2 separate regions of the Gossypium hirsutum genome follow, and region 2 is linked to region 1. The links are chromatin contacts, called in public Hi-C maps. All regions are on one chromosome and are shown on one strand. The core of a region is the stretch at or near the end of the contact, and the rest is flanking DNA. Distances in the headings are between cores, read along the strand shown.

What was found. A called contact is a pair of places that touch in the nucleus more often than the background predicts.
Region 2: a contact with region 1 is called in a Hi-C map of leaf, with 1.7 times the contacts expected there. The contact joins the promoter of LOC121216165 here to the enhancer-like site in region 1. A contact is called at or near these places in 9 of 34 Hi-C or Micro-C datasets (anther, callus, leaf and 1 more).

The regions. Positions count from the first base shown.
Region 1 is chrD04:36,661,978-36,667,722 of Gossypium_hirsutum_v2.1, reverse strand. No RefSeq gene overlaps it. Among protein-coding and RNA genes, the nearest start is that of LOC121216023, 7.7 kb to the right of the region's middle. Within about 2 kb of position 3,647, at least 7 of the 9 cell types and tissues checked have an H3K27ac peak or open chromatin away from gene starts, as enhancers often do. A contact at or near this core is called in leaf, where this site is marked.
Region 2 is chrD04:36,736,089-36,741,600 of Gossypium_hirsutum_v2.1, reverse strand. LOC121216165 (uridine nucleosidase 1) reads right to left here and starts at 3,127. Exons shown (of 9, transcript XM_041091501.1): 1 at 2,780-3,127; 2 at 2,253-2,368; 3 at 2,110-2,169; 4 at 1,742-1,924; 5 at 1,542-1,646; 6 at 1,032-1,128; 7 at 823-930; 8 at 588-723; 9 at 106-491. The coding sequence starts at 2,900. The coding sequence ends at 383.

The sequences.
Region 1 (5,745 bases), core at 2,398-4,897:
ATCTAAAACACAATATAGCCGAAAGAACCAAAGAAACTCATGATGGATTTCTAAGAAATCAAATGCGAATATTCAATTTTGACAAAAATCTGCTTCAAAATCAACTTCAAAATTGTTTTTCGAGCGGTTTTCTTCAATATTATATGACGACTCAATCCTATCTTCTAATTTTTTTCATATATACGTCTTAGAATGCCAAAAAAACCTAAAAATCGTATTTTCCCACTATTTAGAATGCCAATTCATGAAATTGACACGCTCAGCCACATGGCTATGTGGCAGGCTGTGTGGCTCACATGATCGTGTGGAAGAGGTAAACCCGTGTGGCTTATGTACCTTACTTTGATTTTTCAATTTTTTCTTATTTTTCTCCCATTTTGCTCCCAAATACTCTCCTAAGTATAAAAATATGAATTTAAAGGATTAGGACCATAAAATTCACCATTAACATCAAATAATCACCTAAAAATGCATTAGGAGTGAGATGAAAACATGTTACTTTTAACACTTATCATTTTACTTGCTTCAACCGACCCTCATATAAACTGTCTAATAACACTGTCAATTTTGTCACATATTCCTTGGGGAATCCTCAAGGATTGCATGAAGTAGCTAAGGATTGTAAGAAGAACCGATTAAGATAAAGCAACTTTGCCAGGTAGAGATAGTTGCCTTGCATCCCACTTTTGAAGCCTTGATTATACTTTTTCCACCACAAACTTCAAGAAACTAATGGTAATCGTTTCGTGGAGAAGAGGGATTTCCAAGTACAATCCTAAATTGTAAACCTTCCGAAAACCAAGCATATCACAAAGCTGTCCTACCAAATCTTCATTCATGCCTTTGGAGAAGAAAATGTTCGACTTATGAGCATTGACCCGATGCCCAAAATAGCCACAGAAATTATTCAGTAAATCTTTAATTAATCTAGCCTGACTCACATCAGTTTTCCCAAAGATAACAAGATCATATACAAAATAATAAGTGAGAAAGAGTCGAACCTGACCTGTATAAGCTAATGGGAGACCAAAGGCCAAAGTTTATAACCGAACAAATATTGTGACCCAACCGTTCCATGCATAGAACAAAAAGGTAAGGGGACAGAGAACACCCTTGTCTAATGCCTCTAACTGGACTGAATTTTTGAGTAGGTACTCCATTCCACAAGATTTACATAGTGAAATTGGTGATAGTGGACATAATGACATTTCGAAAGAAATCTGGAATTTTTACTACTTGAAGGGAGGCATCTATGAATTCCCAACTCATTCGGTCGTAGACATTTTCCAATCAATCTTAATGGTTATCCATTTTTTGTATTTTATATGCATTGAATGGATAACTTAATGGGCCACTATGATATTATTTGTGATGTTCCTTCCAAAAAGAAAATCGGCTTGTTCTGGTCCAATGATTCTAGGAAAAACCATCTTAAATCTATTTGTAATAATCTTCATGACCAATTTGTAGAGAACTAAACACAAGCTTACAGGGCGAAACTGTGTAAAGCTCTCAGATTATGAACCTTAGGGATAAGCACATGTAAATTATTATTAAGCTTCCTTTCGATAGCTTGACCATCAAAAAAAATTTTGACCCACGCGCAGACAGCCCCGTCGATCTGCTCCCATTGACTCTGAAAAAAGAGTGCATGATAACCATCACATTCGGGCATTTTCAATAGAGCCATGTCAAACAAAGGCACCCTAAATTCTTCATTCGGTGTTGCTTTACTCAAGAATACATCATCATTAGAATCAATTTTAGAAATGAGCTAGAGGGTAAGCCTCTCGAGCATTTCGGAGGCTCACTATATAATTTTTGAAAGAATTTAACTGCCTCAAACTGAAGAACCTCATCTTCAAAGATCCAGACACCTTTATTTTTTAAAGCTGTGATTTTATTGTGATTCGTCCTCTGAATTGTACGAGAGTGGAAAATTTAGTGTTCCGATCCCTAAATTACAACTAATCACACCTAGGTTTTTGCTTCCATAACAATTTTCATGGTGGAGGATACATTCCAACTCTTCTCGCATCTGGGATTCCAGAATACTTAAATGCACAGAATCAGAGCTTTCTAAGGCCCTTTTAACATTAGAGAATCTTTGCATCAACTTCCTCTTACGGGTCTGAATAAGACCATACATAGAATGAATATAATTTTTAATGTTATCAGTAAAATAGTTTAAAGATTCAGCTATGCTACCTTTGAAGCACCACTTCTCATTGACAAAATCTAAAAATTTAGGGTGTTCAATCCAACCAGCTAGGAATCTGAAAGGTCTATGATCTGACTTGACCTTTGAGAGGTGAGTGACAGAGCAGTACGAAAAAGATCACAGGCAAGTATCATTACCAATTACCTTATCAAGCCTTTCATAAAGCTCACCCTGGTGTCAAGTGAAAGGAGGCCTCTTGAAACCTAAATCCTACAAAAAATACTTCTCAAGAAAATCATTAAATAGACAACCTTTCCCAACTGTATGCCCTTTTTTCTTATCACTAGAAGAACCAGAGCATCAAAATCACCAATCGCCATCCATAGGGTATTATCGTACGGAATAATGGAAGTAAGACTTTCCCAAAATTTCTTCCTCTTTTTCCTATCTAGGCTTCTGTAAACAAAAGCAATATGAAAAGGCAATACAAAACTAGTCCTAAGAAGTCAAATATAGATGAATTGAGGGTTACTGCAAAGAATTTCAATAGAAAACGGGTCCTTTCTACCTACCCAAATACCTCTAGAAAACCAATAGCCTCCACCCTGTGTGAAAATTGAAAACCCAAGTTAGTAATAAATTTATCAACTTTAAAACCAGTTACCCTTGTTTCCAGTAAACTAACAATTTTAGGTTTGTACTCTCTATTGTATTCACGGAAGATGCAGAGAAATTTTGGACTGACACATCCCTGGCAATTCCAAGAGAAAACTGTCAAATTCATAAAAAATAGGAAAGGAAAAAAACCTACCTTACTGCTTAGAGTCCCCTGACTCTATATCCTGCCAACCCTCTGAACCCTAAAGAATTCATAGAATCAGATAGAGGAACACAGGCAGTGCCAACTAATTTAAAGCTAGCCCTACGATTTTGAATAGTTCGATTAAATTTTTTATCACTATGGCTCGGTCCACTTTTAACACCTAAACCTAGCACTTTGGGTGTAAAGATTCCTTTTACAATACTATCATTTTTACCGTTCCCTAATGCTTGTCCATTATTGGATTAGAATTTTTTTGAAAATGATCGTCGAATACTTCCTTAAATCAAGAACATTTCCATCTAAAGCCATCGCCATTCCTTCTGATTCTTCGAAAGTATGATTGAAATACGTAGTAGTCACAAAGGGGCCATTTGATAAATTAGAGGATTGTGGTGGGTCATTAAATAAGTTCCCCAATTGCTTAATGGCATTCAAATCAACCACTATCATTTTTGGTTTGTTACAATTCTCGTGCAACCCATCAATTTTACCATTAAGAATGCGCATCGTATTAGACCCAGTGATATTGAGCCCAATCTCATTATCTCTTGGACCGCCTGTTTTAGTTTGTCTTTTACCTAGGTCCTTAACCACTTGTCTCATGGGTCGTAAGCCTAAATCTAGCTCAGCCTTATTATTCTGACCACCCTCACACCTAGTTTTCCCAACCCAAATTGGTATCACTGCTTGCACTGTTATTAGAAACGCTAGGGTCGCCTCCATTTAGGTTTGGCCTAGACCCCCATTTATTTTCTCACCCAACCCATCAGACCTAGAATCATTTCCTTGTGATCCACTGCCCACACCCTTAATTGGATGCATTAACAGTCCAGCATCTCCTTTCTTTAAAGCTAACGTATCTTTCCCCATTAAACGCGCAAAAAATTTTTTCCTTACCTTTTAATTTAGTAGTAAAATCATCAGGGATCATAACATCCCCATCCCCATCACTTATATTCAGATTGTCCAATCCATTTAAGGTAAAAAATCTTGACCCCAAAGTTACCTTTTTTTACCCCACCCCTCTGATTACGCTGATTCCTCCATCCTCGTCGTATTTTTCGCTCCACCACCATCCATGGTCCAAACGCTGATCTCTTACCACCGATTGTCGAATTTGATGGCTTCAAGTTATCACTGGTTATCCCAGTCTTAAGGCTCATCTCTGTCGTTAACGAAGGACACGTCTCCTTCAGGTGACCATATTTTTCACATAAAGAGCATATGGTTGGCAAGGCTTCATACTCCGCCCTTATCAATTCTCCATTCACCAACACTTGGGACACTAACGGTCTATCAAGATTACAAAAACGATCATTCTAGCGAAATGACCCCTAGTTTTGTTGTCAGTGTTGAAATCAAGTTTGGCCACTTTGCCAACCAATATTCCCACTGCTTCCAGAATTCTCTTTTTGCACATAAAACCCGGTAGACCGACATTTTGATCCATGCGAAAACTACATTCGGGTAAGATTTCTTGGGGTTGAAAAATATTGTCCATGGCTGAACAATGAGATATTTACCATATATTCTCCATGGTCCTTACGTGAGCACTTTATTATAATCTTCAATACACTGAAGTTTAGCTAGGAAATAACCGTTGTCTGTATCATTAGATGGAACAATTTAGAAGGATGCCATAAGCTACTGACCTGATTAAACAGGGTGATGTAACCAATATTACGCCCCAATAGCTTCACCACAAACGTTGTCTCCATATCCTTAAAAAGGATCTATTGGATACGATCCGAGAACTCTATCGCCGAAAGTCCATTGACCATGGATTTTTTAACATCTCCTTCTAGAAATTCCAAATCTTCAACAATATCAAATTCATTAGATTGGGGCCCTTCCTCTTGAACTGAAACCCCTATCCCCAGCAGCATCTGTTTCCAAGATACTTTTGGTAGCGAAACCAGATCCATAACGATTTCAACATGAACATCACCATCCCGCTCTTTAAACCAAACTTTTTTCGTTTCCCAATCATCAAAAAACTGAGATTCAGAGAGCTTATCGTTTTCCAAAGAAATATCCATCTTGCTTTGTATGCTAAATTTAGTAGCATTTTAATTTTAAATCTCATTAAATTTATAATTTAATATATTTATCACATTTTTAATCAATTAAATGGATATATTTATTATGGTATTAATGTTTTCCATTATATGTTAAGAAAAGTTAAACCATTGCAACATTTAATACAAATTATTTTATTTTTAATGCATGTAACATTATATTTTAAAAAAATAATTCTATGCTTAATTTAATTATTTTACTTAATATTTATGATTTTTAATAGTAAAATTTTAATCAGTTTAAAAGTTTTACATATACAGCTAATAATAATGTTGGCTATTTTCATTAATATATAATTAGGTCATGAGCAATTTATTCCATTTGAAGTTAAACACGCAATTTAGTTTTTAAATATTCAAAAGACAAAGAAAAAAGATAACTGAATATGCCATTAATAAAAGAAAAAAATAAATATAGTTGTGAAAAATATTCATCCTAAATTTGGTTGGTTTAAAAAAAATCATATAATATTTAACATATTAATAAATATCTCCAAAATCTTGAAAAAAAAATAATTTTAAAATTATTCTTTAAATAATTTTTAATTAAAATATTTTTTAAATTTTTTATTGTTTAAAGAGAAATTATTTTATGGACCTTTCCCACCATATCATTTATGGTCCCTTTTCAATTATTTCTCGAAACGAGAAATTATTTTATGGATCCTTCCCACCGCATCATT
Region 2 (5,512 bases), core at 1,878-4,377, 74 kb before region 1:
TTACAGTGGATTCGATCCCAATGGTCCAAGCAAGGATCACAGATACTTGCATGGAACAAGGACGTAATAGAAATTTGAAGCTATCGTGTTGCAATGCATCAAGAATTGGAGTAAAGATCCCGACCTTAACATTGAATATCTATAATGAAGCTTATCATTTACAGTGTTTCTGATTGGTTGAGGATCGAACCGAATGTTCCCTTTTTATGTTTCCATTAAAGAACAGATACGAGAACAATTATTAGCTTTTTAACCCCAGAAATGGGTAAAGCAAGAAGGGAATAAACTACAAAGGGACCTTTAAGCAGAAATCAATTTCAAAGGTGATCTAATCTTGAGGACATCTTTTTAATTGTCAAGTGAGTATTTCCAGCTTTTTGTTTCATGGTTTCATCAACTGTTGTTTAATATAATTAAGGACTTCATCCACATTGACTGTCCATGCAACGGATACTGGGGAATAGCCTGTCCATGGATTGCTTCCATTCCATCTGCACCAAATCATATCACCAACATGAGTAACCACACTAGCAAATCTAATTGCATTTTATGATAGTACTAATTGGCAAATACTTGTCTTGGAATACCTTTTTAATCCTTGATCCAACAAGGTATGCCCCTTGTATATGCCCTGCGTTTCGACCCTCACCACTCCCTTCTTGTATGTGAAGAGATCGGGCCGAGCTAGAGCCATGAAACTAACAGGATCATGGAGGAATATCCCTGGTACGAAAATTTTTCATTGTTACTCCCTTAAAATGAATAAAATTCAGAAGGTGAGGAGGAAACACAAGAAAATCAGTTGGTGATTTCAAAATATACCATGTATACCGTCGGACTTCACATGCCAATCTCTGTAGAATTTGCACATGTCACATAGAACCTGAGCATATTTCCCCTCTGATTGCTTCAATTCGAGGAGGTCAACGTCTATCGGATAAAAAGATGATGTTCCATTGTCAAGATGACTACCTCAAATATAAAAGCAAATGAAACTTGTTTACTAAGAAGAATGACAGCTAAGTTCTCACCTGTCATTAGGACTTGGGTAGTAATGTTTAGTCCAACGATAACGATATTTGCTCCCGACGTAAACACAACATCAGCTGCTTCAGGGTCCCCATAAATCTGTAGTCAGACAAATAAATTCAGAGTTGCTTAATGGAGGGTTGCTCAAGTGAAAACTAATGTCGTTTGCTAACTAGCCGGTTGCAACTCAATCTTGTAAAGGTTAAGGCGAGACCATGATCACGATGAGATCGAGGGATTGACTAATAAGCCGAGCAAAAGAAATTAAACAAGTTTTCAACTGAAAAGGAAGTTTCCCCTCCAAAATGAATTAAACGCTCAAGCCAGCTTCCCTAGTACTAATAAAGTGATGACCGATCATGAAAGACCTTCGATTAGTAATACTTTCAAAGAAACACAAGGTCAACTTCGAAAGATTGTAGCTTGTCCTTGGAAACTAAACTTTTTCAAAAGGAAGAATGATAATATGGAGCTTGTAGTAAGAAACAAATTTAGGATCCTTTTGTGCTTACATTTGCTTCAGCAGCAGGATTTACATTTCCTAATGCAAAGAATGAGCCACCAAGTACAACCATATTCTTCACCTTGCTCGCAAAGGAAGAGTCCCTTTTGATTGCCTGGATTTAAAAAAAAGAGAACTGTGTTTAAGCACTTACCTGCGAAGCCTATAACCAAAATGGAGGAAATTGATAAGAGAGTAGCAAGGTCTTACCAGTGCCAAGTTTGTGAGTGGTCCAAGTGCTAGTATAGATACTTCACCAGGATATTCAGAAACCTTCTCAACTAAAAATTCAGAGGCAGCCTTATCAGATTTGCTAGTTTTTGGAGGAGATAGGAATATATTCCCCAGTCCATCAGAGCCATGAACAAAGTCGGCAACAATCGGCCTCCCACCCTTTTCCATACAAATCAACCACAATTAGGCTATGGTAAATAAAAGATATAGTAATCCCCCCCCCCAAAAAAAAAAAAAGAAGAATATCAAGGCACAATAAAGCAAGTTAACAACTGCAGCGAGGTCCGTTAGTATTCCCATGGAATTACATTGTAATTTAGGAAAGGGAAAACTGAAGCATTTACCGTAAGCGGCTCGGGGCTGCCTTGTGCTACAGGAACATCAGGACGCCCTGCGATTTCACACTATCCTTTTGCACCTCGAAAAGAGGATAAAATCATGAACGTATTCCAAATGCATATGAAAACCAGAAATGAGAAGCACGTACCAGAAGTAAGGCATTACGAGTGGCATCTTCGGTTTGGACATTGCCAAATATGGTGGTCAAACCTAAGATCTCATATTCTGGATTTTGAAATGCCATAAAGATCGCCATGCTATCATCTGTTAATCAAATGACAAACGCATTCATACATTGCTCAGGGTCAAACTCAAACAAAATCTCTACATATCTAATCCTGCCAATCAATCAATCCACTCCATATTGTTTTCACTTCCTTGTATAATTTAATAAAAATTTTCCGGTTTCATTATATACATGTCAAAACTCGAAACTTTCCTATATAGATCTCATCACACGCCCCTCGAATAAAACATTTCTATATAGACAGAGAGAGTCAACGTAGCTTTTTAAATCAAACTTTATGGCTTATCCCAAAATAAAACTCCCAGGACAAATATAAATTGAAAAAGTAAAATTGTTTCCTATTTCATTATAATTCTAGTTTATGCAACTAAATTGGTAGCCAACCAGAGAAAAAGTAAAAAAAAAAAAAAAAAAGGAGCGAAACTGACCAATCCCGGGATCGGTATCGATAATGAGCTTGTTGCTGTTGGCATGTGAGAGTAAAAGGCCATCGCTTCCGCCATTAACGACAATTCCATCGTGACAATCTTTCTTTAATTCACAATCCATATTCAACGCAATTAGAAAAACACAAAGTGGGAATAATCTAATCTAAGATTTTAATGAATATGGATGTGAAGAAAAAAAATTGAGAGGTTTGAATTTCTTGTTTTAATTGTCGTAGAGGAGGAGGAGGAGGAGGAAGAGGAAGAGGTAGGCCGCTCTGCGATGCCAACAGAGAGTCCCCCCCGAAGAGAACACCAAACAAAGATGCGTTTTATTTTGGGTGATGTTACTTCCTCTTTTAATACTAGTTTAAAGCGCCTGCTGACGTCAGCATAATTGATTTGAAACAGCGAATGGGAAATGGGAACGCGGGTCAATGTGAGTGGTCCTAATCTTGGACTCTTGCTCCCGTATCGTATGGGATCAGAGCGGAAATAATAATTATTCAGAAAAAGGGGGGCAACCTGTTTTTTAATTTTAAAAAAGAAGTCACTGGTTGGGTGAAGGTCCAATTTCATAGACGATGCTGATGATGATGCATCTATTTTATATTATCCTTTTTGTACATATCCAACTATTTAAATTGGAAATGAGATAAATTATTATTTTTTTCAATCAGTATTTAATTCTCCAACAATTTTAATACAACAAGTTTTCTACAGAATTGTTACTTACGAGATATACTGAAATTCCAAAACAACTGAATGCTTCAATTTCACAACATTGGCGGCCAAGAAAATTCAGTATAAAAGACTTTGGGCACCATCAATTTGTAGACTATGATTGGTAACTTTTTGCATCATATTTACACAATATAAATTTATTTTATATAAACTAAAAACTGTATCCATATATTGTTTTAACATAATTAATATTATTATATGATACGTATAGTGATATTTCTCTTTTGTTTATTTCTACGTAATATTTATGGTTATATAATATGCATATAAATTTTATTTATCTGAACTGGGAAAAAATTAAATTGATAAAAATATTTTTATTATTTATTATATTATTAAATTGATTTTTGAATAATTTTTATTTTATTATTAAATTTTGAATATTAAAAAATCATTAGTATTTAAAAAAAATCTTTAAGAATGCAATCAATTTAGCTCTCAATTACCAAAATAAAATTAATTAGGCCTTTCGATAATAAAAACCGTCATTAATCAATTTGATTATTAATAGACGCTTAATAAAATCTACAATAACACATGAAATACCACCTAGACAAGAATATTGATGTGACATTTCATGTACCATATACTAAAAACTAAAATCCCAAAATTTATAAAAAAAAAAAGTATTAAAAATGCACGTTTAGAATGAACCTAGGCAAATGAAGGTTTGAGTTTATTTGAATCTAGATACCTATTTGTCTAGTTATTTCTAGATGTAGTTCAGAATATTATAAAAAATTAAAATTTATAATGTAAATAAAATATTATAAAATGATAAAATGATAACAATTATCGATAATTAATAAAAAATTGTAACAACTACAAAAATAATAAAATGTTATAATGTAAAAAAAATATTATAAAATATAAAAAAAGAATTATCCAAAGTTTGTCCATGTTATTTGATGGGTTTTTAATAATTGAAGCTAGTATTCATCCAAATGTGTCAAATTAACCATTTAAGAGGTTTTCGTATTATGGGGACAATGAATACATACAAATATGATTTTTCATTAACAAAAATTTAACAAATTTGATAGATGAATTCTTTAGACTTAATATGATTTTCATATCATTAAATTAATATATTTTATATTATCATTAAATTTAAATTTTGTAAATTTGAATCTTTATTATACATGTATAATAATTGCTATAAAAAATGATTTTATATTCATAAATAATGTTTTTAAAATTTATTTTAATTTATAATTTAACATAAAAATGTATTGTTATTTAATTTTAATATAATTATATAATATTTAAAATATATTTTTATAATTTAGACTTTTTTAGGTTTTAGACTGGATTTATCTTGAGCTTGAACTCGGATAGATGTGGGGCTTGAGCTTGGTTTGGTCTCAAGCTTAGATAATTTAGGCCTCGAGCTTTCTTAGACTCAAATCGGCATGGACGAACTTTCAGGCTCAAGCATGTTTTGTCAACTCAAATTATGACCATCATACTAATAGTGAAAATGCTTTAAAAGATATATAAATTAAAAGGAAAGAACCCTTAACAAAAATGATAATAAGAAAAGAAAACTATCATTATAAAAGAAAATAACTTCATGGTTCCGGTCTATGGTATTTAGTAATAAAAAGTAGAGTCCTAATTCATGAATACAAGAATGTACCTAATTCATGAATCTATGTTATAACATTAATGTCTATTTATAGTTCATGAATGCTCAAATTCATGAATCACCATATAATATGAATGTACATTTCATCATTAATGCAATGAGACTTCTCACTAGATCGAGATTAAACTACCAAAAATATTTCATTAAGCGATCCCAAGTTCACGAGCTCATAACTTAAAACACAAGACAGTCTTGTAATTCGAGTTGTTCTTAATTTTATTTTATGGGTTTCTAAACCCTCTTTTCTAGTTGAACTAATATTTGAAGTTTGATTCTACAAGTTTGTAAAAGATAGAATTGCTCTTAAATTTTTCTTTGGTCTTTAGTACTTGAAAGTTTTCTAG